Linked DNA regions of Zea mays: region 1 is linked to region 2. Evidence: chromatin contacts called from public Hi-C data. All regions are on one chromosome and are shown on one strand. Each heading gives the region's core, a stretch centred on a gene start, on an enhancer-like site or on the middle of the called end of the contact. The rest is flanking DNA. Distances are from core to core; before and after follow the strand shown. Region 1 holds the start of IVR1 (Beta-fructofuranosidase 1). Region 2 holds the start of LOC103646148 (serine/threonine-protein kinase GRIK1).

Region 1 (7,248 bases), core at 1,857-4,356, 200 kb after region 2:
ACTCGCGACGTGATGCACGTCCTCCCGCCTTGAGCAAAGCTCTCCACGATGGAGTGGTCAACCTTCAATTTGTAGTGCATCCAGATCAGAAGCAATAATGAGCAGTGCGAGAAGAACGAGTGTTCAAAGTACCAGCAGCTGGCTGGCCAACACATGCATGGCTGGCGCTGTAAAAACTTACCAGTATTCTGACCGAGAGATTCTCCCCATCTAGCACAGGGACCAAGCTCCCGTATACTCTCTTAACCAGATCGTTCGCCTTGGATGCCCTAGTCGAAATACGAAACAAAGCAGACGGTAAGCATCTGTGAAACAACTCAACAAGAAGCTTCACAGCCTAGCTAAGAAATGCGCATGCATGCATGGTCATAAGTCATAACATACATACCTGAGCTCGTCTTGGCAGAAGAAAGTTTGGAGGCTGCCGTCCGTGCCCTTGAGCAGGTAGAAGTACACGGCGGTCTGCTCGGACAAGTCGTCGTCCGCCAGCACGAGAAGGCCGAACGGGCCGAGCAGGCCCCGGCCCGCCGCGCCAGCGCTGGTGCTGCAGTTGAACGTCACGTCGGCCTCCGTCACGGCCGCCGCGTCCGACGCGTCCACCTCGAACACAGCCTCGATGTCCAACTGCACGCACACGGTCGATCAGCCAGAGAATTAACTAAGTCCAGGGTTCGTTCGCTGCAGCAGGCTGCGTGCGGCGTCACCTGCGTCGCCTTGCCGACGTCGAGGGGCACGACGGATCCGCGGTCCAGCGCGACGCCGTCGAAGCTCTTGCCGCTCATCCGGAGGTTCTCCACCTCCACCACCGGCCACTGGAGCAGGTTGCTGCCCGTCTTCGTGTCCAGGAGGACCGTCCTGGGGATTGACTGCACGTGCACGGCACGCATGGTCAAAATAAATAAATAAATAAGTGAATAATGTCAGAGGTCTGTTGTGCGCCCTCCACGTCGACTTGGCCAACTGTACGCTAGCTGAGACATTCATTTGAAAATAGGGAAATTTGGATCCATACCATTAAAAGATCACCATTTTGGATCCATACCATTACTATCTCACTTACATGTGGGTCCACATGAGTCAATGACATGTGGGGTCCATGGTATATATCTAAAGTTTGGATCTTTTAATGGTATAGATCCAATTGTTCCTTGAAAATACTGCAAACATATACGAGCATCGCGCTGGTAACGACAGCTCTACCACGATATCCATGCATGCTTTGGTCACACTCACACGCCTTGCCTACTCAATTGGAAGAAAAGAACTAAAACACAGGCCTTTTGAAAAGTTTGAGTCTGAAAAATAAAACCCCACGAGAGCGACGAAATCGATATTCGATATATATATAATAATAATAATTCACAATCAGCAGTATCCTTTGGCGTGAAGTAAAACGCAAAGCTACATACTGCGCCCCCTATGCAAGGCAAAGACATCACAGGAGGCAAGGCAAGAACCCAGCTCTCCAACCCGTTCGTTTCCTAGCTCATTGTCGTTGGACGGCTTTGATACAGTCTCTGACTACGCTGTATAGACAAGACAAGACACAAGACACGCCGCGGCGCCATACATCTCTGTCGCGCGCCCTCAGCCAACCGGAGACAAGTCACGGCCCCGCGCAAAGTGTTGTGCTTGGACCGTGCGCTTCCTCTCGTTTTCCCGTCTACTAGGCTCGAGTAGACGGAAATTCTCACGTGGTGCACGCTTGTACAGAGCGCTGCAGCAGGCGTGGCCGCGTGGAGGGGACGGGGCAGGATCACGGGAGACCACGACGGCGCGTACAGGGACGTGTACAGGTGTGAGGATCGGGGCCTCTGTGCTTGAACAATTTTCAGGGACGTGTACAGGGATGTATATGTAAAGGAACATCACAGCTGCAGAGACCTATCTAGTGTTTATGCATGCATGGATCATGCCACGCTCGTCTAGATGGTTCCTTGAGAAATGTTTTATGGGATTACTTCCATGTTTGTTGGATGATCCTAATTTCCCTTTGTTGGACAATCCAAAACAAAACAAAGGGGAAAAAAAGGGCAAGTCGACGAACCCTACCGGCTACCCCTACCGTTGTCTCCTTCAATCGGTTGTCAGAAGTAATGGTAGCAGAACTGTCGTTTATACGCAACCCCATTGCCCATCCTTAACCAGCTTAGCTACATTATTACCGAACGTGTGACACCATGCATCGCCCACCACACAAAACCAACCCACCAGATTATCAAGTTATTATATCTGGCCATTAATTAATGATTCGATGCCAGCAAGATTCAAAACATGCTAGCCTCAACCTGAAACGTACCTGCACGGATGCCCAGCCCTTGAGGATGTCCGCGCGCTCGCTGTCGGTCTCGCCGACCCACCCCCAGAGCACCCGCCGGCGAAGGACGGGGTCGTAGAAGGTCTTGGACGCGTAGTACTTTCCGTAGTCGTACCGGAGGCCGATGCCGACGTCGTCCTCCGCGCTGTCGGGGGTCCAGGTGTCCGTCGCCGGGTCGTAGGTGCCGATCGCGTAGTAGTCGTGCTTGTCGTCGTCGAGGCTGGCCTTGAGCACGTGCTTCACCCCGGGCCCCGGCGCCGCGGACGTCTCCAGCCCGTCCCCGCTGTCCGCCGCGGCGCCTGATCCCGCGGCCACCGGGTAGAAGTCCACGCACTCCCACATGCCCGTGCCCGGCACGGCGTGCATCAGCGCCGGCGCCGGGTCGTACCGCACGAAGTCCTCCGTCCGGTACACCAGCGCCAAGCCCGCGTGGTCCCGGTCCTTGGACCCGATGGCGACCCGCCACGCCGGCGTGTCGTTGCCGGGCGTCCGCCACGCCGTCGTCGGGTCGCGGAAGTCCGTCGGCCCGATGCCCGGCGGCGGCACCAGCACCGGGTTGGCGTCCGACTTGACCCACTCCCGCAGCAGCGGGTCGGACGCGTCGGCCGGCTCCGCGAGGTTCTGCACCTGCGCCGACGACTCCGCCGTGGAGCCCGTGTAGAGCATGACGATCCGGCCGTCGGGCAGGCGCGTCGCCGACCCGGACCAGACGCCGTTGGCGTCGTACGGGTGATCGGGCACCATGGCCAGCGGTAGGTGCAGCCAGTGGAGGAGGTCGCGCGAGACGGCGTGGCCCCAGGTGATGTTGCCCCATACCGCGGAGTCCGGGTTCCACTGGTAGAAGAGGTGGTACCAGCCCTTGTGATACAGCGGACCTGCGTGCAATGCAAAAAAAAAAAATGTCACGACATCAATACGCGAAAGCTAGCTGATTGGACAATATATATGTACCGAACCGATACGATTATGTCGTGCATTGACCCGTGGACGTGGAATGCTAGGAGCCGCATGCACGCAGAAAAGCAGCATGCCGAGCTCACATGTGATCGATCGGATCGGAGCCAACAACTTACCGTTCGGATCTAGAGAAGCCGGTCGAGGAAGATAGATATACGCGGCCGGCGGATCGGGTATCGCCATGTGCACGAGGCGTCCGTGACAGAAACGCGGAACCAAGTTAGAGCCAGAACGAGAGGAAAAAAAGAAAAAAAAAACGATCCGCGCGTCGTCACCGATGGCGACGGGTCCAACTAACCGTTCATCCAGTTCTTGGGGGGCTGGAAGTGGAACGCCGTGCGCTGCCACGCCAGCATCGCGTTGGTCCAGGAGAAGTCCTGGAGCGCGCCGGCGCCGAGGAGCTGGGCCGTTGACTTCTCCGACACGCCCTCAGCCACGCCACGGGAGGCGGCCACCTCGACGACGACGGCATCTTCGCCCGCGGGAACGCCCCCACCCTGCCCGTCGACGTGCTGCGACGCGAGGACTGTGACCGCCACGACGACGAGCAGGAGCACGGCGGAGACGACGGCGGGGAGAACGGTCGGCGTCGCCGGCGGCCGCTTCTGCCCGGCGCCGGCGGCAGCCCGCCCCCGAGGGTCCGTCTCCGGGAGCAACGGCCTGCGCGCGCCCCCGCCGTCCAGCGTCGTCGGATCAGCAACGGCAGGGATCATGGCTGCCTCCTCCAGAAACACCAGGCTTTCTCGCTATCTAGGGTTCGAGTAATGGTAGACGAGATCGAGGCATGCACGATCGGTGGCACAGCAGCCGCCTTATGCTGTGGCTGGCATGGGCGTGTTCATACGGGAGGCATGCGCCAAGGATGAACGAGAGAGAGAGAGGTGAACGTTGGAGCAGCGCAGCAGGCGCCAAGCGAGCAGTATTTATAGCCAGGCAGCCTTATTTGGAAGGAAGGACAGATGCAATCTGGCAACGATCTTTCAAGCTTTCGGCTATTGTTTGGAAGCCAAGTGCGGCTACCGGACGAATCGGGCGAGGAAAGCACGGACCCTTTTGCTTCGGAACACCGGGTTTTGTGTTGTTGGGTCCAAGTGGATAGGAGACCGAGTCACCAAGATCACGCCCTAATTCATACTCCCTCCGTCCAAGTTTAACTGGCGTTTTAGCTTTTCTCAGACATAATACCAGCAAAGAGAATAGACGCATGTACCCCTGTGATCTAGCGTGACGTATTAACTGCAATTACTGCTGAGTACACGAAACGGTTCACAGCCTCCAGCCCTCCACGGTGCTTTATTTCGGCGTCACTTTCTTCCCACCATTTTTTCACCACAAAACAACACATTGGCGGGAGCTTTTTTCATAAAAATTTCAGAAACAACAGGCGGCAGCACAAATTTTTGGAGGCAATACAAATCTCTGGCGCTTCTTTTTTAGATTTACAGCTCTATAAATACAACCCACCCAGTTACACAGTCACAAGCACAACACCTTCAAATACACCACCATGAATTCCGATCTGAATAGCTTCCCTGGAGATGTACAAGATGAATCCGCAGCAAACACATCTTTGGCGTCAGCTATTGACCTGAACAGCTTCCCAATAGGTAAGTCAATCAGTTGCTTCTCTACTTGTTGTTATATTGATATTTTTGTTTCAACAACAAATGCAGATAACGAAGTTTTACCTGATCTAAATGAGGTACTCCATCCATTTGAACTCAATGAGCATTGGGGATACCAGGCGAAGAATACCACGAAGCAACAACGGGATGCAATATACAGTTCACTGCTAGAAAGAAGCCACAATGGAAAATTATTCAAGAACTGTACCCAGTTAGTTTCTGTTGCCCATAATGTGAGTATCAGGACAGTGCAGCGCATATGGGATAGTTAACGTCGAGAAAGAGTACGAAGAATACAACCCAAGTAATCTAAGAAGAGTATTCTTGACACTTCAAGCATGCATGATTGAGGTGATGAAAAACAATGGAGGCAGTCGATACAAGCTCCGCACATGAACAAGTCTAGATTAGAGGCTCTAGGCATTCTACCTGATAGGCTAGATTTAGAACCCGAATTGTACGAGCAGGTGCTAATGACATTGAGTACCCAAGAATAGAAGTATCAAGTGAATGAAGGAGCATCTTTCTGTTGTTCACCCGTCGTCACCTTGCCTGCTCCTTTCTCTTCATTCGCCGAAGTAGCAGCATTCTTGCACAGTGCGTTCTCTTCTCCCGTTAATGAAGCAGCAACCTTGTATCCTCCCGTCTTCGAAGCAGCCACCTTGCCTTCCTCCTCCATCGCCGAAGCAGCAACCTTGCCTCCTCCCTTCACCGCGTCCTCCCTTGCATCTTCATCGGAAGATGTGTAATCTACCAGCACCGCCCCCATCCGGCGTCGAGGGATTGTGGGGCGGATGTAAGGGTGCTGGCGCTGGCGAACGGGGGCTTGGATGGAGCGACGAAGACGACCTTGTAGGTAAGCCTTTCGCCATTTCTAGCTAGGGTCAGATTCTTCACTCGATTATGGAGAATAGTAGGGCGGAGGAACTGGATCCATCTCGTGGTTGAGAGAGGGCGGCGACGACTGCTGGGATTTATCGCGTGGATGAGAGGAGGCCAAGAGTCTGTTGTTGTGGGAACGAAGCGAACGGGTATGTGAAACGAGGAGATAACTACGGTGGCATCGAGGTGTAGACCACAAACGACACATAATTCTGGACAAATAAAATGAGCTAAAACGCCAGTTAAACTTGGACGGAGGGAGTATGGGTCATACTATAGAATCAACAAAACCCCATAGAAAGTTTATTTCAAGAGAGACATTCACCAGGCTAATTAGATTTGCACAAGAGCGATCATATATAAGGAATACGTTCGTAACTTATGTGCCAGATTTTGTTGTTGTTGTTCAGGTGATATTTAATTTTATTATTGTTTAGCTATAAAAAATATGGATTATCTCTAGTGGTTTGTCATTTTAACTGAAAATCCTAAAAAATTAGAGACCTTTACACTTTAAGGGCTCCTTTGGATGATCAATTCTCCACAGGGACACCTTCTCATCCCTAATTATCTCGGGCTACCTTTTGGATGTTGTGTGGGCCAAAATTGGCATAAGCCTTTTCACCCCTTCCCTGTTGGTCCACGGGGAAGGAAAATACTCCTTTGTCCAAGTGTTTCTTGTTCCCGTCACGGCTCTATCTCTCATCTTGCCCGTCTCACTCCGACAGCAGCCATGGTGGCTAGGGTTTGCGCTGCCGACGCCAGCCATCACCGCTCACTCCATCCGTAGAAAACACGTCCTCACCATCCATAGAAAACACCTTTCCATTCCGAGATCTGCTGCTGCCCTCCATTCCCACGTGTCCACGCTCCTCGTTGTCCATCTCCATCGCTGGGAATCATTCGGTTCGCCCTCTTCATCCATCCGCAGCCACCTTCTCTCCGGCAGCCAAGAAGAAGAACAGACACTCTATCTGTGCCATAGGGAAGCAACACTGGTCTCTCCATACACCCTGCCAGGAAACAGCCCTCGCCCCTCTCCGATCCATCCGCCAAGAAGCATCCTCACATACCCAACTCCCCTCTTCAAGGAAAAATCAAATTAATATGCTATATGCTATGTTCTTGCTTCTAATTCCTAGTATGTAAACTGATATACTGAAACTTAATTATGGAGGATAAAATTTTATCAATAGGTAAATCAGGACCTCTATTTAGGGCACGGTCACAACATTGCATACACAATAATCATGTGCACCACTGTACCTAGGGTGGTAATGGATTATGATCCGAATGTTTCTTCACAATTTTTTTAATTAGGACTTTGAATTAATTTTGGTTAAAAAATGAATAGAAATATATACCGATTTTAATTCGATCCGATTTTTAAATTTTATAGTGTAAAATTTAGAACTCATTATCATTCCTAACCGTACCTTCTCATGTAGGTAGGCAGTGATATATAAC
Region 2 (6,715 bases), core at 3,260-5,759:
CTCACTATCATCAAAAGACTATTGATCTTCAATATGTCCTCTCAGAATCTCAATTGGTAGGTTTCTTCACCAAAGCGCAAACCAGAGGACAACATCAATTTCATTTGATCAAACTCAATGCTTCAGATCCTCCACTTCCACCTTGAGTTTGAGGGGGGTGTTTAGGCCCAGGCCTACTGCCTATATATATTCTATAGTCCATAGGTACTTGTTATGCCTTGTGAATCCCAAGGTTAGTAACAGGGTATCTATTTAACCTCTTACAGCAGCTTGAGTCAAGATTACGACTGAATTTCATCAATTTGAGAAGGAAATGAAGCTACAAAAGTACAAATCAACAGGTTCATGATAAAACTAAAGAGAAACTAACAATGACAGCAAACAGATAGTTTCCGTGTAAACTGAAGACATATGAATTCTGTATCACACTCCCCTGGATCATTTTCTCTTCAGAGGATAAATGGGGATCTATTGCACAAAAAGTGCTGAGTTAACTGCTTATCAATAGCTGCGGAACATCGATTCATGATGCGATCATAAGAGTACTATAACTGCAAATAAATGTTGTTGGTTGCCTTTATATCATATAAATGCACTCCTGATATCTGAGGTAAGCATCCTCACATACTAATGATCAGAGTAGTTCATAGTTGTTGTTTTTTGTTAAGTAAACGGGCAGACCTAATGTTGAAGGCTCCCACATGAGTGGGCCTGGGGAAGGGATAAACCGAGGCAATCCTTTCCCCCGCAAATACAGGGAGGCTCTTCGAACCCATGACCCGGTGACTCAGTGAGACAGCTCTCACCACTGCACTAGACCTGCCTTTCTCTTTTGTTAAGTAAATGAAGGTTCATAAATTGTGGGATCCGGGATCCCAAAACAAAATTTTCTGGTACAATTGAAAAGTTACTTACAGTTACATGTCCAAGTATCATATATAACAACAAACAGCATTTCGAATGGTTAGCTCATGGATGATATATCCTAAAGAGATAGCATATCTAAAGCATGTGCAACAACTTTAAAAGAGAACTAGGTCGCATATGCGTGACAGTTAAAAAAATATAATCATTGCACATTCAGATAAGCTGACAAAATCACTCACCTCTCGAAGAACATCTGTCATGGCAGTTTTTGTATGTACAACATGTACTTTCATCATGTATGGCTTATTCAGAACCTGAAAGAGAAGGACAGAGGCTAAAATTCCAGAAGTGAGACATTAGCGCATGCACCCAGCACATATACAAGGGTTAACAATAACAGTATTGAGACTTGACTACTTGAGAGCAAAGGAAAGGAAATGGTGAGACTGAACAAACTCCTGAAGCAAGCAAATCATAAACAAAGAAATAAAGTACAAGTATAATAGGTACCACCTAGCAGTAGAGAATAGCTAATCGTGATATTTAACAAGAAAATGTAATCGTGAAAGCCTACTTATCTCTGTTTACAAGTCGTCCGACTAATCGCGATTAATCGCGATTAGTCGGGCTGGTCGCCTGGAAGAGGGCGATTAGGAGGACGACGCGATTAGGGTTTCTAGTCGTCCTAGTCGTCCGACTAGTCGTCGACCTGGGCGATTAGTCGTCTGGTCGAACACTTCCTGGTCGTTTTTGGTCGTTGCAGTTTTGGTTCTGGGATTCACTCTGGTTTTTGGCCCATCTACAGTACTGGGCTTCACTTTGGTTTTGGGCGATTAATCGTTTTTGTTTGGATGCTGATCTGCTCTAGGTAGCAGCCAGCAGGTAATGCAGTACTTTTTACTGAATTACTGCAAGTAATTATGCCAATATTACTTTCAGTTTGGACTTTGGACTTTGGATGGATTCAGTTTTACACTTTTACTGAATTACTGCTAGTCTGCTACTAATTATGCCTATATTATTGCAGAAATGCAGTGTTTATATAGTTAATATATAGTTATATACATATACATATGTCCTTAAATCTATAGGACAACTAAAGGACGACCAGAGGTCGACCAGGACCGATTAGGTCGACTAATCGTCGCCCTAATCGCGATTAGTCGCCTGGTCGCCCCTCTCACTCGACCAGCTGGTCGCCCGACTTGTAAACATTGCTACTTATGATGAAAAGGGTTCATAAAAAAGACATGTATGCTACTGACACAAGAGTAGCAGAAAACAATACCTTTACTGCATACAGCTTCCCATCTTTAATGTTTCTGTACAGAACCTGTTTAGCAGCAAAGCAAAAGGAATCTAAACATCTATTTGAAAAAAAAAAACAATATATCCAGGGTACCTTACCACTTTTCCGTAGCTTCCAGAACCGATCTTTCCCAAGTGGACATATTGGTTGACCATCTTATTACCATTTTCATCCTTAACATGTCAAAAGTAACAACATTATTGTAATGTTCAATGCAAATTGCAAAAACTAACTTCTCTCATACAACTTGCTACCTTCATTTGGCATACAAAAGCCAGTTGTTAGAACTAAGCAGGAAATAAACCCAACCAAGCTCTTGGATTGTTAATCAGAACAGTGAAACCAATGCAGAGTTATGCTTTGGAATTATTCTCAAATGTTATATGAAGTGAGATTTTGTTGGGGAAGTAAAAACAGGCTTTTCCTATCATGCAACAAGAAGGATGCACAGGTTGTTTAAGATGCCGGAAAAGACACATTACTTCTTTATAGTTTTGAAATAACAACAATAACAAAGCCTTTTAGTTCCAAGAGAGACAAAATTTATTCGGCACCCAAAAATGTAAAAACAATGCACCTATCACACTCCATCACCAGTGTTCACTTGAAGAGGGGCAAAATTGTTGGAATGCTACAATGTACAGCTCTGAGTTTTTGTGGCAAAAATGTTTAGCCAGTATGCATTCTATAACTACTGATGGACATGAATAACAGCTCATTTTTAGCAAGAATATGTGCAAATACTAAGCGCGCAAAGACCCTTCTGATAGATCAAGTCTTTCTTTTTCCAAAAGACAAACTTAACATCAAAATTCAAAACTAATGGGAGATGTGACATGTCAGTTGCCTGATATGGTATAAGCCAGAAAGCTGAGCTACCTCAGTTGGACAAGGATGTGGATGTATGCCTCCCAGGTTCAAGTTTTCGTCGAGGTGAGTTTGGGTGCCTATTTTCTTCTTATGAAATGCCACCTAGTTCCTCATAAGTTGGTCTAGTTTTTTATATGATATACGCCAGGTTCTTATGAGAAGTTGGACTAGCCCATGCATACAGTGGGCAAGATTAGGTGGAATCTAAATAGACATTGTTTCAAATCAAATATGGAAATGCAAGTAAAGAGACAGGTGGACAAAAAACTGAAACCTTAAAGAGCTACCTCTGAGCGAAATACTTTTTTAGTCTCTTTAACTGGGACCTCTCTACATGCAAAGCCATTTTGAGCTCTTAACTGTATAATATCTTCAGAACTCTTCCTTGATGGTCCATCATCACTTCCGTCAAGATAGTCAGAATCATCTCTATCGTAGAAGCTTCTATCATGATCATCTCCATTGTAGAAGCTTCTATCAAGATCATCCCCAGGATCATCTCCAGTGTAGAAACTTCCATCATGATCTTCAGCTGATTGACGCTTCAGTAAATCTTCAGTTAACATGCCATCAGCATCCTGATGTTCACATACAGGTACACTGGGCTTCCTTAAAAAGCTAAAGCAACAGCAGCAACCGATGTCTGTAAGGTCCGCCATTCAGAATGAGTAGGTGCCAGAAACCTAAATGATAAAAACAAGGGACAAGGTTAAAAAAAACACCGGAATAAAAAAAGCCGCAACTTTTTCTGCTACTTTCCTGGCTGCCATATCGTCACTGAAGATGATATGAAACTACAATAATAGCATACATGCAGAAACCAAAAATGTCACTCAATCTCAGATCGTTGCAGTTAAACTTATGCAAGAAAAACCAACTTCAGAGGCTCAGAGATTCCAGTACCATACAGATTAACACCAGATGGAAGTATACAAAGAGCAACAGCACACACTCGAGTACTCGACCTGAAATTGATAGGGTTAAACTTGAGCTCGATAACAATGTCCAGGGGTTCCACCGCCCAGACAGATTAGCACCAAATGGAAGGACCCAACGACAACGACCATCACTACGCCTCGATATCAACCTTCTACTCAGGAGGCGGAACCAGTAAGGATACCGAACAGAAAATTGAAAAAAAATCGAAGTTAGTAGGCATTAAGGATTGGGTTTGGGTGCTCTGTTTCGCAAAGCAGGAAGGGAAGAGAAGGGGAAAATACTAGAGGGTGCTCGTCGCCGGCGAAGGACTCGAAGAAGACCTGCGCACCTGCGAGGGCGTCGGCGTCGGTAGCCCAGTCGTCGCAAAGACAGGGGGAAAGAGAGCGGGAGGGTGAATGGCGGCGGCGATCCGGCCGTAAGCCCAGTCCGGGCGTTCGGGATTGTCCGGGCTAGGGGGAGCGCACCCACACGGGGCTTCGGCTGGGCCGTTTTCTATGTCCCGTTCCTTTTCACGCAATATCGTTATTTTCTTATTTCTTTTACTTCCTTCTTTTCTCTAATATACTCTTTCCATCTGCTTCAAAAAAAATCGAGGCTTGGCTCGGGCCCATTCATTCTCGACTCGGAGAAGTTCACAAGATTGAATGAGCTTAAACCAAGATTAATTTTATGGCTCGCTTAGCAAGCTGAGTCTGGACGAGTTCGAGCCGACTCACAAACATGTCAGATTATGTAGTGCTATGTTATGACACTTTTACATTTCTATATTATTTATTTTCTTTTTTTTTGGATCTAACGCTAGATATAGTTAAAAATATGGTATTGGATTTTTGTACATATTTTTTATTTTATACATGATAAAAATATGTTCAGAACTCTCAATACAATCGAGTCGAGCCTAACTCATTAGTTGACCGAGCCTAGTCGAGCTAGGCTCATCTCTCGTTTCCAACCCTACTCCTCATCCTGAAACAAGTTTTAAGTTATGTATAAGTCGAACTTTCTTGAATTATAAAAAAATACTATCAAAATATGTATATATAGAAGAGATAAAGTTATTAAATTGGAAAAATAAGAAAGAAAAAGATCACATCACATACAACACGCGCGTGTCTAACCAAAAGGTAAACACATTGTTGTAAAATAAATAAACTCATCCCTTCTTATCTCCTTTCAAAGAGCTGCGTGTGTCGTCTATGAAGGGTCTAAATTTGTTTTTCTTCCACATGTCTAATTTGATAAAAATAAGATTTGCCTCTTTATAGGTAACTAATGATGAAACCACAACAGGCACTATCTTGTTCTCCTTGTTGTCATCTTATATTAACACTTAATTTTTTTCATCTTTTTCTAGCCTCCACCGCTCATTCAGATTCTTCTACAACACAATATAGGACATGGATCCCCCATTGGCAAGCGATTATCTGCCACCACATGCGCCTTTGGAGGCAGTGGGATAAGAACAACCGAATGATAGGAGTAGACGCTCCGGATTCCGAGTTTAGTGTTGTGTTAGGTGATTGTTGTGCGCTAATATTTTTTTGTCGGATTATGTATCGTTGTAAGCTATTACTTTATCGAAATATATGACGTCGAGGGACATGGATAGGGAAGGGATGACAACGATGAATTTCTCGTCGAGGAATAGCTTTCCATCCTTTAAGGACGGAGTAAGAAAAAAATAGGAGGGACTGAACTAAATCACAGTAATATAGAGTCTATTCTATATTATATGTGTACACTAAAAATCTTAGGAGAGGCTCTAGTGGGGCTCCATAGGCTCGACAGCGGTAGGGGGCTCGAGCCCCGCCCACCCCACCGCTGCCTTCGTCCCTACATCCCTGTCCCTGCGACAACAAAACTCCCACAGACGCTCGCAGGGCACACTTTTCCCATTTTCATTTCCCACGTAGATAAATCTTCGACGAGGATTATCGTCTTCTCTGAAAGGGAAATAGAGAAAAACATTTTCCTAAATGATTTTGGTGGTTGAATTGCCCAACACAAATAATTGGACTAACTAGTTTGTTCTAGATTATAAGTTATACAGGTGTCAAAGGTTCAACACAAACTAATAAAAAGGTCCAAGTTAGGGTTAAAAAAGAAAGGAGCCAAAGAAACCGAAGGTTGCCCTGGTCTAGCGCACCGGACTGTCCGATGCGCCACCGGACAGTGTCCGGTGCGCCAGGGTGGATCAACTCCAACTCCTCACCTTCGGGTTTCTAGAAAAGTCACTCCATTATAATTCACCGGACTGTCCGTGTAGCACCGGACTGTCCGGTGTGCCAGCAGAGCAACGGCTACAGCGCAACGGTCGACTCCAACGGAAACCTGAAAAGCGCTACAGTGCGCGGACAGTTCGCGCAGAGTCAGAGCAGGCGCCAGAATGCGCACCGGACAATGAACAGTACCTGTCCGATGCGGCACCGGACGATCTGGTGCCCCAAGCTGTCAGAGCTCCAACGGTTGAACCCTAACGGTTGGGTGACGTGGCTGGCGCACCGGACTATCCGTTGCGCCCATCGACAGCAGCCCAACCCCAATGGTTGGTTTGGTGGTTGGGGCTATAAATACCCCCAACCACCACCACTTCAAGGCATCCAAGTTTTCAGACATTGCATTCAATACAAGAGCTCTAGACTTCACTCCAAGACACAAAACAAAAGATCAAATCCTCTCCAAGTCCCAAACTCATTCCAAAGACTTAGTGGCTTGTGAGAGAAAGACATT

Evidence for each region. Hi-C and Micro-C count contacts between places; a contact is called where the count stands out from the background.
Region 1: a contact with region 2 is called in a Hi-C map of ear, with 2.3 times the contacts expected there. The contact joins the promoter of IVR1 here to the promoter of LOC103646148 in region 2. A contact is called at or near these places in 3 of 25 Hi-C or Micro-C datasets (ear, endosperm and leaf).

What each region holds. Positions count from the first base shown.
Region 1 is chr2:24,294,048-24,301,295 of Zm-B73-REFERENCE-NAM-5.0, forward strand. IVR1 (Beta-fructofuranosidase 1) reads right to left here and starts at 3,107. Exons shown (of 5, transcript NM_001176120.1): 1 at 2,300-3,107; 2 at 705-866; 3 at 389-624; 4 at 182-269; 5 at 1-62. The coding sequence starts at 3,061. LOC109944488 (a long non-coding RNA gene) reads left to right here and starts at 4,755. Exons shown (of 2, transcript XR_002267525.2): 1 at 4,755-4,881; 2 at 4,948-5,435.
Region 2 is chr2:24,091,107-24,097,821 of Zm-B73-REFERENCE-NAM-5.0, forward strand. It overlaps LOC103646148 (serine/threonine-protein kinase GRIK1), which reads right to left and starts at 4,510. Exons shown (of 11, transcript XM_020548220.3): 1 at 4,267-4,510; 2 at 4,012-4,136; 3 at 3,334-3,729; 4 at 2,275-2,349; 5 at 2,156-2,200; 6 at 1,107-1,181. The coding sequence starts at 3,705.